Linked DNA regions of Sus scrofa: region 1 is linked to region 2. Evidence: chromatin contacts called from public Hi-C data. All regions are on one chromosome and are shown on one strand. The core of a region is the stretch at or near the end of the contact, and the rest is flanking DNA. Distances in the headings are between cores, read along the strand shown.

Region 1 (5,294 bases), core at 2,595-5,094, 47 kb before region 2:
CAGCAACACGGGATTCTATCCGCGTCTATGACCTACACAACAGCTCACAGCAACAACAGATCCTTAACTCATTGAGTGGGGCTAGGGATCGAATCTGCCATCTCAAGGTTCCTAGCCGGATTCCTTTCCGCTGAGCCACTATGGGAACTCTAGCATATATTCTTAACCTCCATGTTCTGGCTGGTTACAGTAACAGTAATAATGAGCAAAGTATTTATTGAACGCCCATTAAGACACTTCACCTGTTCTCAGTTGATCGTCACAAAAACCCCATTTTACAGATGTGGAAGCTGAGGCTCAATGCAATGACTCCTTAGTTTTTTAACTCAAAAACTTAGAACTTTATACCTACTGGGGTTTTGTGTGTTTTTTGCACACTTTTTTTTTTTTTCCAGTCTTTTTAGGGCTGCACACGAGGCACATGGAGGTTCCCAGGCTGGGGGTCGAATTGGAGCTGTAGCTGCTGGCCCACACCACAACCATAGCAACTCGGGATCCGAGTCTAGTCTGTGACCTACACCACAGCTCGCTGCAACACCGCATCCTTAACCCCCTGAGTGAGGCCAGGGATGGAACCTGAGTCCCCATGGATGCTAGTCAGGCTTGGTAACTGCCAAGCCAGGACAGGAATGCCCACACACTTTTTCAACCCATAGTATATACACGTTACTCAGGATCCTATCAGAACACAGGTGGAACACTCCAAGTTTAATCAATAAGAATGTAACTGCCCAGGTAAAGAGATATGGGCAGGTTTAAGGAAACCAGCAAAGTACGGTGGGCCAGTGGCAGCCTGGCAACAGCAAAAAGTGGTTGCCACCTTCAGGCCTGAAGGGACAAAGGGAGAAATGGTGTTGTCAGCTAGAAGAGAGATGGAGCCATGGAAGAAGGGCATTCAACAGACGAAGGAAGTCACTGCCATAAGCACAGTGTTGAGGGAGAAGCATACTGGGTTATCTCTCCTTCAGTACTGAGTCCCTGAACTAAATGTCTCCCACTAGCCAAACCTAATCAGAAGCCTGAAGGCAAGAAACCTGGAGTGAGTGGTGTGCCAGGGTGAGCAGAGGACCTAGCCCAGGGGTCTTTTTAAAGAATCAAGCAACAGAGACAGTCAGAGGAAAAAGTGAAAGTCTTTATCTTCACCCCCTCCCACATTCCAGTCCCCTCCCAGTTCCAGGGCCAACTCTAGGGTAAGAGACTTAAAGATGCAACATTTGATGGATTTAGGTGCCTCACTTGCCTCACCCTAACTCCAGCCCTGCCCGGGACATGACAGTTTTTACCTGTTTAGTAGGTAAAGAGTCCAGGCTGTACCCTCTGGCTCTCTTCTAACAGAGGCCACTTGTTGATTCTTGGAATCTGAGCATTCCAGGCTTCTTTCCCTTCTGACACTCCCTGGTTGCATCTCATGCCTGTCTTCCAGCTCCATCTGGGAGACTTAGTTGCACAGCTCTGACTGGTCCTGTCTCCTCCACATTCTAATCCTCCCAGGGTAACACAACATTTCAGCTTTCACTTCACATGATGACTTCTAGATTCATTTGTTTGGCTCTGATCCTTCTCCTGACTTGGGTCCCATATCTCCAGCTATCTGCTGAGCAAGCATAGCCTGTTCAAGATCTCTGGGCCTGAGACAGCTCCCAGTCCTCCATATTCTCTCCTTCTGTAACAGATTTTGTGGCCCTCTCACTTGATCCTGTATGCTGCTGCAGATTAAGCTGCTAACTTGACCTTTTTAGGGCTACAGGCACAGCATGTGGAGGTTCCCAGGAGAGGGTCAAATTGGAGCTGCAGCGGCCAGCCCACACCACAGATGCAGCAAAGCAGGCAATGCCGGATCCTTAACCCACTTAACAGGGCCAGGGTTCAAAGCATGCTAATCTGGTTTGTTACCGCTGAGCCACAAGGGGAACTCTGCTAACTTGGCATTTAAATCACACCAATAAATGTGGTGGTTGATCCAGTTCATCTTTCTTGGATCACTGTAGCTCAAGCTCAGTTCTCCTCCAGTGAACTATCAGAAGTAAATCCCAGGATATAGGGCACATCTTCGTGGACTTGGTAAATAGAGGGGAGTCTTCTAGAGTTGAGAAATTTTGAATGCAAAAGGAATGATTAGGTTTGGACCTTTGACTAGGCTCTGATTTGTGTTTAAAAAGGGAGAGAGTGCAGCTGGAGTGAGGGAGAGCTTTCAGCCTCCCTGGGGGAAAGCTCTTGTTGTTGTTTTGGTAAAAAGAAAAGGAACATATCGCTGATGTCATAATGGGAAATAATAGCAAAGAAAGATTTTTCCTTATAAATAACTTGGTACCACAGTGCATAATTGGTTCATGCAATAAGGAACAGATGCTCATCAAATGAAGTTGAATTAGGGAATACTATAACTTGTAGAATTAAAGTATTTATTTTTCTGTTATGACCAGAGCATTCTTATTGTCTCAAATGTTTATACTTACTATATTCATTTGTTTTTGGTCTTTTTAGGGCTGAACCCACGGCATATGGAGGTTCCCAGGCTAGGGGTCTAATCAGAGCTGTAGCTGCTGGCCTGTGTTTGGACCTGCCCTTTGGAACCTGGGAAGGTCTTGCAGGCTGAAGCTTATTTCCTAAAAACAAGAAATGGGGGACACAGAAAGGCCTGTGCCCAGTAGCCCCATAGGGCCCAGCTTGGTTTCAAAAATACAAAGAAAAATTAGAGCTCTCATTGTGGCTCAAGGGCAACAAATCTAACTATGATCCTCAATCCCTGGCCAGGGATTGAAGGATCCAGCATTACCGTGAGCTGTGGTGTACATTGCAGGCAAGGCTCCCACCTGGTGTTGCTGTGGCTGTGGCTGTGGCATAGGCCCCGCAGCTACAGCTCCAATTTGACCCCTAGCCTGGGAACTTCCATATGCTGCAGGTGTGGCCCTTAAAAAAAAAAAAAAGGAAAGAAAAAAGAAAAATTGAATAGGACAAAGCTCCTAAGTATTCAGTCAACTGGGAGAGACAGTTAAATAACTACAGCAATGAGTTAAGGGCACAGGCAAGTATGATGATGTGCTCTGGCTGCTTTAAGGAGGAAACATTTCTCTCTGCTTGGCGGATCAAGAGATGGGAGGATACTTAGGAGTCACCCGCCAGGCCAGCTTTGTTTGAGTTCCTGAGCTCCCTCATTCTGTTGCTGAATTGAAACACACAGAGTTTCAGCTAAAGGAGAAAAAGATAGTTTTATTGCTTTGCCAGGCAAAGGGGGCCACAGCAGGCTAAAGCCTTAAAGACTGTACCCCCTCTGGAAGGGGTTAAGAGGTGGTTTTAGAGTTTGAGGAGTGGAATAAGGATCAGGGCCACAGATAAGGATCACAGTAGAGGCAAGCCTGCATTGTTTCTCAAAGCTGCTGTTTAGTGGCCCCAGAACTGGTTCTGGTGGTCCTTCTTCCCAGAATAAAGACTGTTTCATCAAGTAGTTCTTCCATTTGTTGCTGGTGTTTGTTCTACAGAAAGGCTCAAAGATACTGTTATGTATATTCCTCCAAGAGGAACCAGGACCCTGCCCCAAGGCTACACTTCTCCTTCTGGGTCTCTGCAACCCCTCCCTTCCCTGATTACAACTGCCCTTTGGAACTCAGGGAGAGTCGTGGAGGCTGAGGCTTACTCCCTAAAAACAAGAAATGGAGCCCACAGAAAGGCTTAGGTGCCTAGGAGCCCCACAGGGCACTAGCTCGGTCCCAATCCCAGGGATGCCAAATAAGATGTCACTAGAGAAAATGTCAGGGCTGCCAGCACTGCGGACAGAGGCGGGAGTAGAGACGGACTGACGCAGAATGGGGAGGAGTCGGAGGTGGAGCCAGCGACGCGCCCGCCGATGACGTCACGTCCCAGCCCTCCCCAAGCTCTGGGCGCGCTTTTCGGAGGCGGGATCTCGGGCGTGTCATGGCGGCCTGCCGGCCTGAGGCGCCTGGCTGCGTGAGTTCTCCTCACCGTCCCGTTCCCTCGTCCCTTTTTATCTTGTCTGTCCCAGCTTTTCTTTCTTCTCGTACAACCCGCATCTCGCCTCTTTGCCTCTCTGGCTTCGCCGGCTGCGGCCGGGTGAGGGGGTCTGTGAGGCGGTTCGTGCCGCCCCTCCCACTGATTCTGCGAATGTTTTCAGTCCGAGACGCCTGCGGCGGCGGCTGTGAACCCTAAACAGGTCTCTGCCCACTGGTTGGGCTTCAAGCCCAGGAGAAAGCCAGGAGCAGACTAACGGCAAACTGTGGCGCTTTGAGTTCCTGGGGGAGATCCCTGACGCAGCTGTAGGGGAAGGGTGACCGATAATCCCGAAAAGCTTCCGAGGCTCCAAGTGCGTGCAGGAGCCAGCAAAGCGAGAGAGAGAAAAAAAAGGCTGTAAAAGAAGTTTCAAGGCCGGGCAAAAACATGTTCAAAGGCAAGAGATAGAGAACGTGTCTTTGAAAAACTGAAAAAGGTCAACTGGATGATGGTGGAGGTGGCAGAGCTGACTGACGGTCTCTCTCTTTTTTTATTTTTCCCCCTGGAAATGACAGTCATGTATCTTGTAAGTCTAGGTACGTCGTGACTTCAGCTGAGGATAATTGGGAATTAATTGAAGGGTTTTAAGCAGAAGAGTGATTGGATGAGATTTGTTTTCATTTCCTGAGGTAGCAATGTAGCGAGTGGACTAGAGAGTCCGTTAGAAAAGGCCGTGGTTTTAAATTTGATAAGAGGTGATACTGACCCCGACCATGGCAGCAACGTTGAGGTTCCAGAGGTGAGGACAGAGTAAAAAGATAATTAGGAGATGGAATCGAAATTAAGTAAAGTCTGCGGATTAATACTGAGTATAGGCTGAAGTTTGAGAACACTGTACACTTTCTTTTCAACCCCATCCCACTAGTTGGTTTTAAGAGCCAGTGAGGCTGATTTTTCCTAAATCTCTACTTTAGCTGAGAGGCTCTCCTGAGCTCTAGTTAGATCCATCTGCCTATCAGATTCTCCACCTGCTAACCTACAGGCACCACACAGGCCCAATACTGAACTTTTCACAAAATCTACCCCTCTTCTAATGTTCATTAACTTAGCAAATAGTATCCTCAACCAAATTGTGCTACCCTGAAATGTGGATGTCCTCTTTAGCTTCATCTTTTCCTACAAGATCCAAGTTCAGTATGCACTCTGGCACCAACTCCCACCCACCCCTTAACGCCTGGGCCTGGATTCTGATTCAATAGATGGGATCACCTAAAAATCAGCTGCATTTTAACAAAACTTTGGTGAGTTTAAGGCAGTGATACCACGTTGAGAAACTGATATTCAGTGTG
Region 2 (5,200 bases), core at 671-3,170:
CTTAAAAGGTTAGAAAAAATTCTGAGGTCACAGACCATATAAAAATGGGTCTGGAGTTCCTGCTGTGGCTCAGAGGTAAGGAGCCTGACTAGTGGGCCCTATGAGGATGTGGGTTCCAGCCCCGGCCCTGCTCAGTGGGTTAAGTATTCAGCTTTGCAGTGAGCTGTGGTGTAGGTCACAGACATGGCTGGATCTGCATGGCAGTAATTGTGGCTGTGGCATGGACCTGCAGCTTAGCTCTGATTTGACCCCTAGCCTGGGAACTTCCATATGCCACATGTGTGGCCCTAAAAAGAAAAAAAAAAAAAAAATGGGGTGGAGAGCTGGATTTGGCCCCACAGGTCATATTTTGCTGACCCTTAATGTAGTGGACACTGTGGTCACTCCCCCACAGCCACTCCCCCCCCCCCCCCTGTGTTGCAGCTGTTTGAGTTTGGAGAGAACTAACCCTCCATCTCTAGCTCCAGGAGGAGCATAATTGTTTTAACCTAGTCAGTTAACTCTTATCACCTTGCCAGAGTGATAGCTTCCAGATGCTCAGTCCTAAGTCAATCATACAGGGTATTACCCTGGCCAAAGTGACTAAACTGGGCATATGAACCAGTTTAGGCCAATGAGATGTGGAGGGAGATTAACTGGGGCTCTTGGGAAAGTTGCATCCTTCTTCTGCGAGGTCTAATGGAAGCTAGTCCTTTCTTCCCTTCTGGAAAGTGGGGGAGTGTATCAGCTAGGATTTCTGGTTGCATGCAACAGAAAACAATTCAAGTTCATTTAAGCACAAATAGACCTTATTTTCAGCATGCTGGGTAATTCACAGAATCTCTAGGAGAACTAGGCTTGGGTTTTACACAGCCAGGAAGCATTCCACTGCAGAAGTGGTCCAGTAGACGGTGGTGGGAGCCTAAACCATGTGCCAGGGAAGCTGGGAAAGGGACTGCTTGGTATTCCAGCTTTTGTAGTGAAGATGGGCTCTGCCTGATGAGGTGGAAGAGTCCTCAAACCCTGGGATTCAGATACCCTGGGAGGGGCCAAAAGAATGACTCTGGATCCTGGTTACAGACTGAATGTTTTGGGCTTTCTAAAATTCATGTTGAACCCTTACCCCACAATGTGATGGTATTTGGAGGTGGGAACTTTGGAGGTAATTAGGTTTAGGTCATGAGATTGGGGACCTCATGATGGGATAGGTGTCCTTATAAGAAGAGGCCAGAGGTGTTCCCTGGTGGTTCAGCAGGTTAAGGATTGAGTGCTGTTACTGCTCTGAGTCAGGCCACTGCTGTGGTGTAGGTTCCCTGGCCTGAGAAGTGATGCAAACACATCTTGAATGAGTTCAGGCCAAAAAGGAGAAATTAATGGCTTGGGGTCATTTACTTAATAAATATTTATTGAGCACCTACTATATGCTAGGCACTGTCCTAAGCACTGGGGCTACAAATGAGAACAAAAGAGACAAAAAGCCTTACCCTCTTGGAACTTACATGAGTAAGTAAGCAAATATATTGTATTCCAGATGGTGATAAGTGCTAGGAAGAAAAGGCAGGGAAGGAAGATGAATTGCTGGAGAAAGTGGTTGCAATTTTAAACACTGTAAGGAAGGCCTCACTGAAAAGATAGCATTCGAATAAGGACCCGAAGGAGAGAAGGAAAGGAGGAATATCCAAGATGAAAATTTTTCTTGGTTGATAGACCTAGCCTCAAAAAAAGGGTGGTTGGGGTGGGGGTAGTTGCAAGAGCAAGTCTAAATCCCTGAGACGTCAGCATGTCTGTCTTCTCAGGAAGAGTGAGGAGGCCAGTGTGGCTCCAGCAGGAGCAGTAGGGGAAGACATGAGATCAGAATGGTACCAGGACTCTGACCTTCAGGCTCATTCGTTTATTGAATGTTTTACCTAGTGGTGAAATCACACACCATCCTCCAAGAGGAAACTCTCAAACCTGGAAGGGGCGGGAAGACAGAGTGGCAAATGAGAAGAGAAGCGCTTAAGCCCGCTTCTCTGCCCACTGTGAGCCGCTCTGGGCAGTTCATTTCCTAGAACCATGGAACGAACCATTCATGTTCTGTTGAGAATTCTGGTTTTATCCTTTCTGATCAACTAGGCGCGGTTCAATCCCGACTGTCCAAGCAGGATATACTACTTCCATCCCAAAAACCTCTCTTAGGAACCCTGATTCCTGTCCTCACCAGATGTGTTTGTTAAGCGGCAATTGTGGGCCTGGCAACTGTGGGCGGAAAAAGCCAGAGCCCCGCCCCCGGTGGACTCTAACGTTTCAGGATCTTCATCTTTAAGATCTGCCCCCTCAACTTTTTGAAAGGGCTGGGCGAAGAGCGCAGCTGTCACCTCCTACTCTCCACCCCGCGGGCTCTCACGTGCGTTCGATTGCTCAATAACAGCGCTCCTTCTGGGACTTCCTGGTCGCCGCGCCCAATCAGAGTGTTGTTTCCGTCCTGACCATTGTCAGCCGGTGGCCAATCGGCGCGCCTCTACAACGCCCCTTAAAGGAGCCGCCAAGGCCTTCCCAGCCGGGGCGAACCAATTCCTCGGTTCCTGCCCCCAACTGCGGTATGGAGTCGCCTCGGGGGCGGCCTGGGCCCGAGGCGGACCTTCTGGCTCTAGGAGAACAGCAAGCCGCGATCTTCGGCGGCGGCCCGGGCCGAACGCCCTCTGAGCCGCCCGCAGGCCTCCGGCTGTCCGGAGAGGAAGAGGCCGAGAACGTTGAGGGCACGAGCCGCCACCCCAGGGCGTCCCCAAAGCCTTCGGGCTGCAGCTTCGTCCACCGGCCGGAACGGGAGCCTCGGGAGGATGAGCTGGGCCGGCGAGGGACCCCTTCTGGGGCAGAGAGCTGCCTGGGGGCGCCGGGTCCCGAGCATGATCCGCATGGGTCCTTGCGGCTCAAGAACCCTGAGCCGCCAGAGGACAAGCCTGCATCTGAGAGGGTCTGCCGTCGGGGGAGCCCTGGAGGCGGCGGGATGGATGTTGAGCAGGAGAAGGAAGACGATGAGGAGGAGGCGGCAGCCGGCAGGACTGGCCGTTCGTTCTCCAGCCGCCTTCAGGACAGCCGCAGCCTGGACGGGCTGAGCGGGGCGTGCGGAGGCTCCGGGTCCGCAGGGGGTGCCGAGTATGGCCCGGGCGGCGGGCGGCGCGCCACCATCTCCAGCCCCCTGGAGCTCGAGGGCACGGTGAGCCGCCATGGCGACCTCACCCACTTTGTCGCCAACAATCTGCAACTGAAGATCCGTCTGAGCGGCGCCCCTCAACCCCCGCCCCCTGCCCCTGCGCGGCCCTGTTCAGCTCCGACACCCACTCCGGCCATCCCTCCCATCGATCCCGACGTGCTGCGGGACCTGGAGCGGCTGAGTCGGGAGCTGGGCGGCAGGGTGGACCGTCTGCTTCGCGGGTTAGGTGGTGCGGTTCAGGAGCTGACAGCTCTGAGTGTGGGCTGCATCCAGACCTACCGTGATGCCGTGGACTCCTTAGGCGAAGCTGTGGACATGAGCATCAAGGGCATGTACACCCTGCTGGCGCGCTGTGAGGAGCTGGAGCGAGCTCTGCAGCCGGTTCAGGGGCTGGCACGCCAAGTCCGGGATATCCGACGCACTCTGGAGGTTTTGGAGGCCCTGTGCAAGTGACCAGGAGGGCGGGAGCGGCCTGGCAAGGCCAGGTATCAGCAGGATCTTAAGGACTCTTCAAGGAGCCTTGGTGGGAACCTGCCCACTGAGGGGAGGCCTATGCATTGGAAGCTTTTCCAGATAACGTTTAGCCGGCCCGCGACCACTCGCTAGACCTTATGCAGGTGTATATGGGAAGTTCTAAAGGCCCTTCTGGTGGGAGGAGGTGATGCTCTGCTTCTATTCAGTTGGCTCTCTGCAGCTACCTTGTTCTCCTAACTCTCTGCCCTAGTTAGAGCACTATCTCTGGGAAACCGGGGCTTTAGCTCTGGGTTTGGGAGACATGACTGCCATTATGTGATCAAGAAAGGAGAACGGTGGCCCAGCCCCCACTGTGGCCACCCTGACCTCCAGTGGTCACATCTCATGTACCAGAGACTGTGGGAGCTTAAGTGGTCCCTGACCACACACCATGCCGACAAGGATGCACACTTGCAAATGGATAACCTCCTGCTTCTGCGCTCTGGCCTCCTACCACCCCATTTCCCCAGCCATAACCTGGGTGGAGCTGGAAGAATGTATTGCATGGTAGAGGGGGTGACTTGGGAGTCGTCTCACTGCTCTCAGGGTTCAGTTAGATTTGTTGCTGGTTTTGAAGCCCACCTGTTGTGGAGTGTTCTAATCAGTTTTGGCTTTCTGAGTTTTTGTGGAATTAAAGTGCTGCTGCTGCTAAGGCTGAGGCTGTGTCTGTGTGGGAATATAGGAATTGATGAGCCAAAGAAATGGGAATGAGTTCTCTTGGGGCCAGTGCTGGAAATGGGGTGGGGTCCCAGGCTACATGAGGAAGAATATGTTTCATGCTTCTGAGCAGCAGATCTGAGGGGAAATGCAAGATGCAGATATGGGCTCAGCGATCCAGTAAAAGTAGCATCAGAAACAAGGTGGAAGAGAAAGGGAAGGGGTCGTCTTTTTAGTTCCTGAAGAGGACAGGCAGGGCCTGGGCAAACTAGGGAAAGACTGGGAACACTTGTTAGTTCATTTTTGACCCCATTTCCCACACTTCGTTGTTCTGTGCCATATGTATGGTCTGAGACAATCTTTGTTCCAATCCTTGGCAGCCTTCCATTTGCAGTCGCATAGTAACATTCCAGATTTAGAAAGAGATCACAGGAGGAGGAGATCCAGTTTTGTTAAAATTTCTTCCTCCCCCTGAAGTCACTACTACTTTGGTCTGAATTTAAACATGTTTCTTTTCTGAGTGTGAAAAGTATTGGAAATATTGCTCCACAAGCTTTGCCTAGCAACAAAAGTGTTGCTTCAAATTGTTTTTTTAGAAGAAAAGAAACTGGCCCGTACGGGGATCGAACCCGCGACCTTGGCGTTATTAGCACCACGCTCTAACCAACTGAGCTAACCGGCCAATTGGTAAGAAAATGTTTCCATATGAAACTATGTAAAATATGAATTACTGCTCAATCCTAGCTTTAGGAAAAATTTGAAACAGGTAACCCTAAATTGGGAGACAGGAAAGCAGAATACGAAAACTGAATCACTGAACGTTTTGGGGAAGTAACATCCAAGCCAAAATACTGACAC

What was found. A called contact is a pair of places that touch in the nucleus more often than the background predicts.
Region 1: a contact with region 2 is called in a Hi-C map of liver, with 5 times the contacts expected there. The contact joins the promoter of CTC1 here to the promoter of BORCS6 in region 2. A contact is called at or near these places in 4 of 47 Hi-C or Micro-C datasets (heart right ventricle, liver, retroperitoneal adipose tissue and 1 more) and 1 of 2 datasets of contacts at active chromatin or transcription factors (alveolar macrophages).

The regions. Positions count from the first base shown.
Region 1 is chr12:53,452,699-53,457,992 of Sscrofa11.1, reverse strand. CTC1 (CST complex subunit CTC1) reads left to right here and starts at 3,844. Exons shown (of 25, transcript XM_003358277.3): 1 at 3,844-3,945. The coding sequence starts at 3,913.
Region 2 is chr12:53,403,472-53,408,671 of Sscrofa11.1, reverse strand. It overlaps BORCS6 (BLOC-1-related complex subunit 6), which reads left to right and starts at 1,920. Exons shown (of 3, transcript XM_021067862.1): 1 at 1,920-5,200. The coding sequence starts at 2,561. The coding sequence ends at 3,625. TRNAI-AAU (a tRNA gene) reads right to left here and starts at 5,024; the gene lies at 4,951-5,024.